Regions from separate parts of the Anser cygnoides genome. Here region 2 is linked to region 1. The links are chromatin contacts, called in public Hi-C maps. All regions are on one chromosome and are shown on one strand. Each heading gives the region's core, a stretch centred on a gene start, on an enhancer-like site or on the middle of the called end of the contact. The rest is flanking DNA. Distances are from core to core; before and after follow the strand shown.

Region 1 (3,357 bases), core at 512-3,011:
ACGTTGGAGACGCGGCCCACCGTGGCCACGCAGGTCTCCAGCACCTGGGGGGGGCAGAGGAGAGCCGTGAGCCCCCCGCTGTGAGCTAGGGGCCAGGCGGCTGGGGAAGGGCCGGCGCGGCTCCGCTACCTGTATTTGCCTCTTGGAGGGCAGCTGCACGATGGCCGTCCCGTTCACCTTCCGCAGCAGCACCCCACAAGTCCCTGCAGCGGGCGAGAGGAGGAGGGAGCTGTGCTGAGCGGCAGGACTTTGTCCCAAACCACCACGGGGAGCACGCCCCCAAACACCCGTGCCCCTCATGCAGCACCTCCTCCGGAGGACAGACCCTCAGGGACACCCTCGGGAGGCAGCGTCACGCAGCTGTCCCCACCCCTACAGGGCACGGCTTTGGGGAGAGGAGAGGACAGCCAGCGGGTGCCCCCGCGCAGACGCACCGGCCGCGCGGATGTACTGCGCTCCCTTGCCGGGGTGGCTCTCCAGGTTGCAGATCAGCGTGCCCACGGGCAGGGCCCCCAGCGGGTAGGCGTCCCCTTCGTTGGCCGACACTGCGGGGGACAACCCGGTGAGCGTGGCACGGAGCGGCCAGCGGGCCCCCAGCAGGGCGGGCACGCAGCCCCGGGGCGTGCACCTGCCATCCTGCTGATGCGGGACGAGTTCTTGATGATATCCCCCGGCTGCATGTTCTCCGTGGCGATGATCCAGCGCTTCCGGTTGCCGCCGGCCACCAGCGCGATGTCGGCCGACCTGCGGGGGGGGCGGGGGGGGGGAAGGCGCGGGCGGGCGGTCAGAGCAGGGCCGACCGCACTGCAGGACCCGCCCGCGGCGCCCGGCGCTCACCTGCACGGGTCGTATCGCACGCCGATGACCTTCTCGGTGCCCTCCTCGTAGCGCAGCCGCTGGAAGTCGATCATGCGGTACCGCCGCTTGTGGCCCCCGCCGATGCCCCGCACACGGATGCGACCTGTGGGATGGGGGGGGGGTGGCTCCACACGGGTCGGGGTCCCCTCAGCTCCCCGGGTCCCCCCCCAGCCCCAGTGCCCCCCCCAGGTCCTCTCAGCCCCCCGGTGCCACCCTCACCCTCCGGGTCCCCTCAGCCCCCCAGTGCCCACCCCAGCCCCGGTGCCCCCAGCCCCGGTGCCCCCCCGGTGCTCCCCTCAGCCCCCGGTGCCCCCTAAGCCCCCCGGGTCCCCTCAGTCCCCAAGGTCACCTCAGCCCCCCAGCGTCCCCCCCCTGCCCCGGTGCCCCCCCCCAGATCCCCTCAGCCCCCCGGTGCCCACTCAGCCCCCGGGTCCCCTCAGCCCCCGGTGCCCACCTGTGTGGTCGCGCCCCCCCGTCTTCCTCATGCCCACGGGCCGCACCGTGTACTTGACGCGGCACTTCCACGTGGGGTCGGTGGTGCAGCGCGCCGCCGAGGCGCTCAGGCAGCGGCAGGCGGCCGCCAGGGCCCCGCCGGACGGCGATATCGCGACAGGCCGGGCGGCGGCGACAGCGGCGACAGCGGCGCGGGGAGCCGACAGCGCGAGCGCCCCCAGGGCCCGGCACAGCGCCGCGGCCGCCATCTTGCGCACCGCCCCCCCCGCCCCGTCCCGGGCTACCACTGCGCGTGCGCGTCGCGGCTACGGGCGAGGGGGCGCGGTCACGGGGAGGGGGTGTGGCCAAGCGGAGGGGGCGTGGCCAAGCGCCAGGTGGGGGCGTGGCTCCGCTCCCGGTGTTGGCGCGAGGGGGCGCGCGGGCGCCGGTGGCGGCTGGCGGCGGCCATGTTGCGTTTAAAGGGGCCGCGCCGCTGAGCGGGGGGGGAGGGGAGGGGAGGGGAGAAGCGGGGAGAGGGGGGGGCGGATTTGGGCCGGGCCCCGCCCCGTGCCGCCGCCGCCGCCGCTGCCTCGCACCGGTCTCCGCCGCCCTGTGCCGAGCAGGTAGGAGCGGGACGGGGGGGGGGTCCGGGGGGGTTTGGGGGGGATTTAGGGCCGGTGGGGCGGGTCTGCGGCACGGGGAGGCGCCAGGCCTGTAGGCCCCGGGGCCGCCCTGTCAGCAGGCTGCGGTGGCTTTGCCCTCCGGGGTCAGGCAGGGCGGGCAGGGGGGTGTCCCCACAAAAACGGGGTGTCCCCAAAAAAATAGGGGGCCTCCCCAAAATAAGGGTGTCCTCCCAAGAATAGGGTGCCTCCCCAAAATAGGGTGCCCCCCCTCCCAAGAATAGGGTGCCTCCCCAAAATAGGGTGCCCCCCCGAAGCCCCCTTCCCATGCCTCCCGCCCTGCGGCACCCCGACCCCGCTGTCCCCAGGGAGCCCCCCTGGGCAGGTGCGGGCCCCCCAGGCCAGCACGGCCCCGATACGTTTCGGGGTGCTCCGTGGTGCCCCGCCGCACCGCCGAGGCCCTGTGCGAAGCCCCGTTGGCCGCAGGGCCGTGGCGATCGTCCTCGCTCCCAGCCAGGCCTGGTGCCGTAGGGCTGCCGGGGAGCCTGTCCCCGGAGCCAGCCGGGGCATGGAAATAGGGCCTGGGCGGCTGCGGGGGGCAGCCCTGCGGCTCCATGAGCTGGGCTTCGGGGAGGTGTCGGCCGTGGGGCGATGCCGCCACGCAGGTAAGGGCGATAACGAACAGGGATGCAAACCCCCCAAGCCATAGGATCGATGTTTGGATGTGCTTCTGGGAGCCCGGAGGGAACGGCATCAGCCCCCCGCCCCGAGCCCTCAGATGGGGGCAGCCCCCCAGCAGCAGCTCGGTGGCAGCCGTGGGGTCGGTGTGCGTGGCGCTGCCAGCGGAGCGGTGGGGCCGTGGTGTTCCTGGAGCCCGGCCGCATCTCCTCCCCTCCCCCCCGCAGTGTGGTTGGCGCTGCTGCTGCTGCTGCTGGAAGCCGAGGGCAGCGCCGTGGGAGCCCCGCGTCGCCGCCACCGCCGCCGTGCCCACTGCTCCTCCGCGGCACCGCTGGGGCAGGCGGGAGCGCCGGACAAGCCACTGCAGGCATCCAGGTACCGCTCCTCGGCGGAAGATTCCCTTCTGGTGACTGGGACGGGCAGGGCGCCCGGCCGTCCCGTAACAAAGGGCCGCTTTGAACTGCAGTTTTGGGGAGAGCCGGCGGAAAGTTTTCCCCTGGGGGAGCTTGCAGGAAGGCAGGTAGGCGCGGAACCACGCTGCGGCGACGCCGGGGAGGGATGGAGGGGTTTCGTCTCTGCTTTCCTCGTCCCAAGGATACGCAGCGGGCGTGCCTCCCGCTGCCAGACAAAGCCAGAGGAGCGATGACGGAGGCGGCTCCGAGTGCACAGCCATGGCTCGCAAACTTTGGGAGCCTTGTTTCCGCCCAAACGTTCCTTGTGCAAATAAAACGCTTCCCCGAGCAGAGGTACACCCTGCTGGAGGGGCTGG
Region 2 (3,357 bases), core at 288-2,787, 260 kb before region 1:
CTGGCTCGGCATTTTTGGGGGGCATTTCCTTTTAAAGTGACCAGTTTCCCCCCAGTAAAAGCGTTTGGAGGATCTGGCGTGGAAAGCCGCAAAAGCCTACATTAAAAGGTTAACCTGATGCGGTTGGGTGTCCACCTTCTGACGCGTCTATCGTGTCCGTAAGTGCAGGATTTCGCGGGGTTTTTAAGATCCGTTGGCAATCCGCAGTAGCATTTTCAACCGCCAGCTGTTCCAACAAAACTTCCCGAGCTGCAGCAAGATCTACTTACCTGTAAAGGGCACCTAGCAGCCGCTCCAGAAATTGCATAAAAGAATCCTGCGGCCCTTGCTTCATGGTGACAGAAGACTGTGTAGGCTTTCCAGCATCTCCACATAACAGATCACGGGCTGGTCAGCCTAGGTTTTCAACTGCTTGTTGGCCCACTAGCCGGCGCCGTTGGCTAGACCGCACCATGAATCGAGTGGCTGTTGGAAGTGTTCATGCTGTAGTCTGACAGTCGTGCGGCGCCAGGACGTGCGTTTCAGACACCGACTGCAAGAAGCTCATGGTGTACGGTCACAGGAGCCCCCGCCTGTCCCCAGGTGTCTGGGTGTGTTGTTTTAGGGTATCAGACATCGTTCGCCATGCTGTGAGCAGCCCACCACTGTTCTGTCACCTCACCTGACTGAGTCCTGGAGTTTAACCCCGATTTGGTGTCAGGTCTCAGGCTTGTAGATTGAACTAGAGTCCATCCCCCACGCAAACAGCATTCTGAGATCTAGGACCGGTATAATTTTCCCATGCTTTTATCAAAATGTTTTCCATTAGAGTTAACACCGTTTTCTGTTCCTGGGATGTTTCGCTCCCCATAGTCCTCGGCTGCTTACCTCCATCCCGCAGAAGGCGATGAGTCGTGCACGAACTCGCCCCCTTTCAGCGACCCAAGTTCGCCACCTGTGAGCGAAGTGCTCCGGGCGCCTTTTGGGGCAGGGGGAGAGGCACAGCCTCCAACGTGCCGGATCGAAATCAGACTTTACTAGGCCACGTGTGCTCTTTGTGCACCCTAGGCACAGAGGCCCGGTAACTTTCCACTTGTGCCCGCAGGAGATTTTTCACGGTGCTTTCCGCAGGACCTCGTGCGTGTCACGCACACCCTCAGCGGTGCTGTTTTCGCACCAGCACTCCCTCACCCCGTACGCCTCCCTTGCTCCTCCTGGCTCTCCCCACGGCTTCCGGCCCCTCGGTTCACCCACAGTTAACCCCCCGCACGCTTCAGCCCCCCCCAGCCGCTGGCAGCCCGGGGACGGAGCCCCCGCCCCGCTCGGCTGCAACGAAGGCGTCGACCCCGACCCCCTCCGCCGCCGCCGGGCCGTGGCGCGCAGCCGGAGGGCGGGAAGAGGGCGGGCGGCGCCGATTGGCCGAGAGGGGCGGCGGGGGGCGTGGCGCGGGAAGGGGCGCGGCAGGGGATTGGCGGGCGGCGGGGGGAGTGCGGGGGGCGTGGCGAAGGAGTGGCGCGCCGGGAGGAGTGGCGCGCCCGGGGGAGTGGCGCGCCGGGAGCGGGGCCGAGGCCGGAGCGGGGCCGGGGCCGGAGCGGGGCCGGGGCCGGAGCGGGGCCGGGGCCGGAGCCGGAGCCGGGGTCGGGGCCGGAGCGGGCGGCGGAGATGGTGGACAGCGTGTACCGGACGCGGTCGCTGGGGGTGGCGGCGGAGGGGCTGCCGGACCAGTACGCGGACGGGCGGGCGGCCCGCGTGTGGCAGCTGTACATCGGGGACACGCGGAGCCGCACGGCCGAGTACCGCAGCTGGCTCCTGGCGCTGCTCCGCCAGCACCGCTGCCGCTCCGTGCTCGACGTGGCCTGCGGCACCGGGTGAGGCACCGCGCACCGGTGAGCTCCCTCCCTCCCCAGCCCCCTCCCCCCGAGCCCTCCTCAGCACCCCTGACAGCCGTGTCCCCAGGGTGGACTCCATCATGCTGCTGGAGGAGGGCTTCCAGGTGACCAGCGTGGACGCCAGCGACAAGATGCTCAAGTACGCGCTGAAGGAGCGCTGGGAGCGGCGCAAGGAGGAGCCCTTCGACCGATGGGGTGCGGGGCTTGCTGGGGCGAGGGGGAGGGGGAAGCTTGCGGGCAGGGGGTGTTGGGGGAGGGGGGGCGCTGCCCTCATACCTTCCCCTGCGCTGCAGTCATCGAGGAGGCCAACTGGCTCACACTGGAGAAGGACCTGGAGAAGCCAGGGGACGGGTTCGACGCCGTCATCTGCCTGGGCAACTCCTTCGCGCACCTGCCTGACTTCAAAGGTGAGGCCAGGGAGGGTTGGGAGGGCTCGGGGAGGGTATCACATACCCACATATACCCCTACACAGAGCCTCCCAGGAGGCTGAGAACTTTCCCTAACTCATGCCACGAGTGGATTACCCGAGGTGGCATTGCTGTGTTGCAGCGTGTCGCCAGGGAACGTGCCCCAGTTCGTGGCACGAGCGGGGCCACCGGGCCCCGGGGGTGCTGGGGCTGCGTGCGTCTGTGTCGCGTCCCTGGCAAGGCTGAAGGCACACCCAGACTCGTGCCACAAGTGGGGCTGTGGGTTCCCTGCGCTGCCCCAGCGAGGCTGAGAACGTGCCTGAGCTCATACCGTGGGTGGGGCTGTGGGTTCCCTGAGCTAAGAGCTGGGGGGGGGGGGGGGGGGGCAGTGATTTGTATGTGGGTGAAATGAGGGGGGTGGTGGTGGTGGTCCTGTGGATACGAGGGCACAGCCCCTGCCTGGGGACGCTGCGGTTCCCTCCCCGCAGGGGACCAGAGCGACCACAAGCTGGCCCTGAGGAACATCGCCAGCATGGTGCGGCCCGGGGGCGTCCTGGTCATCGACCACCGCAACTACGACCATATCCTGGCCACGGGCTGCGCGCCGCCCGGCAAGAACATCTACTACAAGGTGGGCGGCTGCCGGACCCTGCCCTACCCCAGGCCCCTCTGCCCCAACCCCATTCCCTAGCCCCTTCGCCAGGTCCCCGAGGGGCCCGGGGAGCTGGGCTGTGCCTGGTCTGGGGGCAGCCGAGTCCCCGCAGGACACAGCCGGCCTCCTGCGCTCCCCAGAGCGACTTGACCAAGGACATCACCACCTCGGTGCTGCTGGTGAACAACAAGGCCCACATGGTGACCCTGGACTACACTGTGCAGGTCCCCCCGACGGAGGCGGGGGCCTCCCCGGAGCTGAGGTGAGAGGGGGCCGCGAGGGCGGTTCCTGGCCGGCACCGAGCCCCCGGCCTCACCGCCGTTGCCTCCTTGCAGCAAGTTTCGGCTCTCATACTACCCGCACCGGCTGGAGGCCTTCACGGCGCTGCTGAAGGGTGCCTTCCAGGGGAAGTGCCAGCACAGCGTCCTG

Evidence for each region. Hi-C and Micro-C count contacts between places; a contact is called where the count stands out from the background.
Region 2: a contact with region 1 is called in a Hi-C map of liver, with 2.6 times the contacts expected there. The contact joins the promoter of GNMT here to the promoter of KLC4 in region 1. A contact is called at or near these places in 2 of 7 Hi-C or Micro-C datasets (both in liver).

Annotation. Positions count from the first base shown.
Region 1 is chr3:14,171,148-14,174,504 of Taihu_goose_T2T_genome, reverse strand. KLC4 (kinesin light chain 4) reads left to right here and starts at 1,761. Exons shown (of 17, transcript XM_066993497.1): 1 at 1,761-1,913; 2 at 2,816-2,963. It overlaps MRPL2 (mitochondrial ribosomal protein L2), which reads right to left and starts at 1,599. Exons shown (of 6, transcript XM_066993511.1): 1 at 1,313-1,599; 2 at 838-961; 3 at 629-744; 4 at 435-545; 5 at 130-203; 6 at 1-44. The coding sequence starts at 1,559.
Region 2 is chr3:14,435,077-14,438,433 of Taihu_goose_T2T_genome, reverse strand. It overlaps GNMT (glycine N-methyltransferase), which reads left to right and starts at 1,537. Exons shown (of 6, transcript XM_066993522.1): 1 at 1,537-1,847; 2 at 1,936-2,063; 3 at 2,162-2,275; 4 at 2,765-2,907; 5 at 3,069-3,190; 6 at 3,264-3,357. The coding sequence starts at 1,642.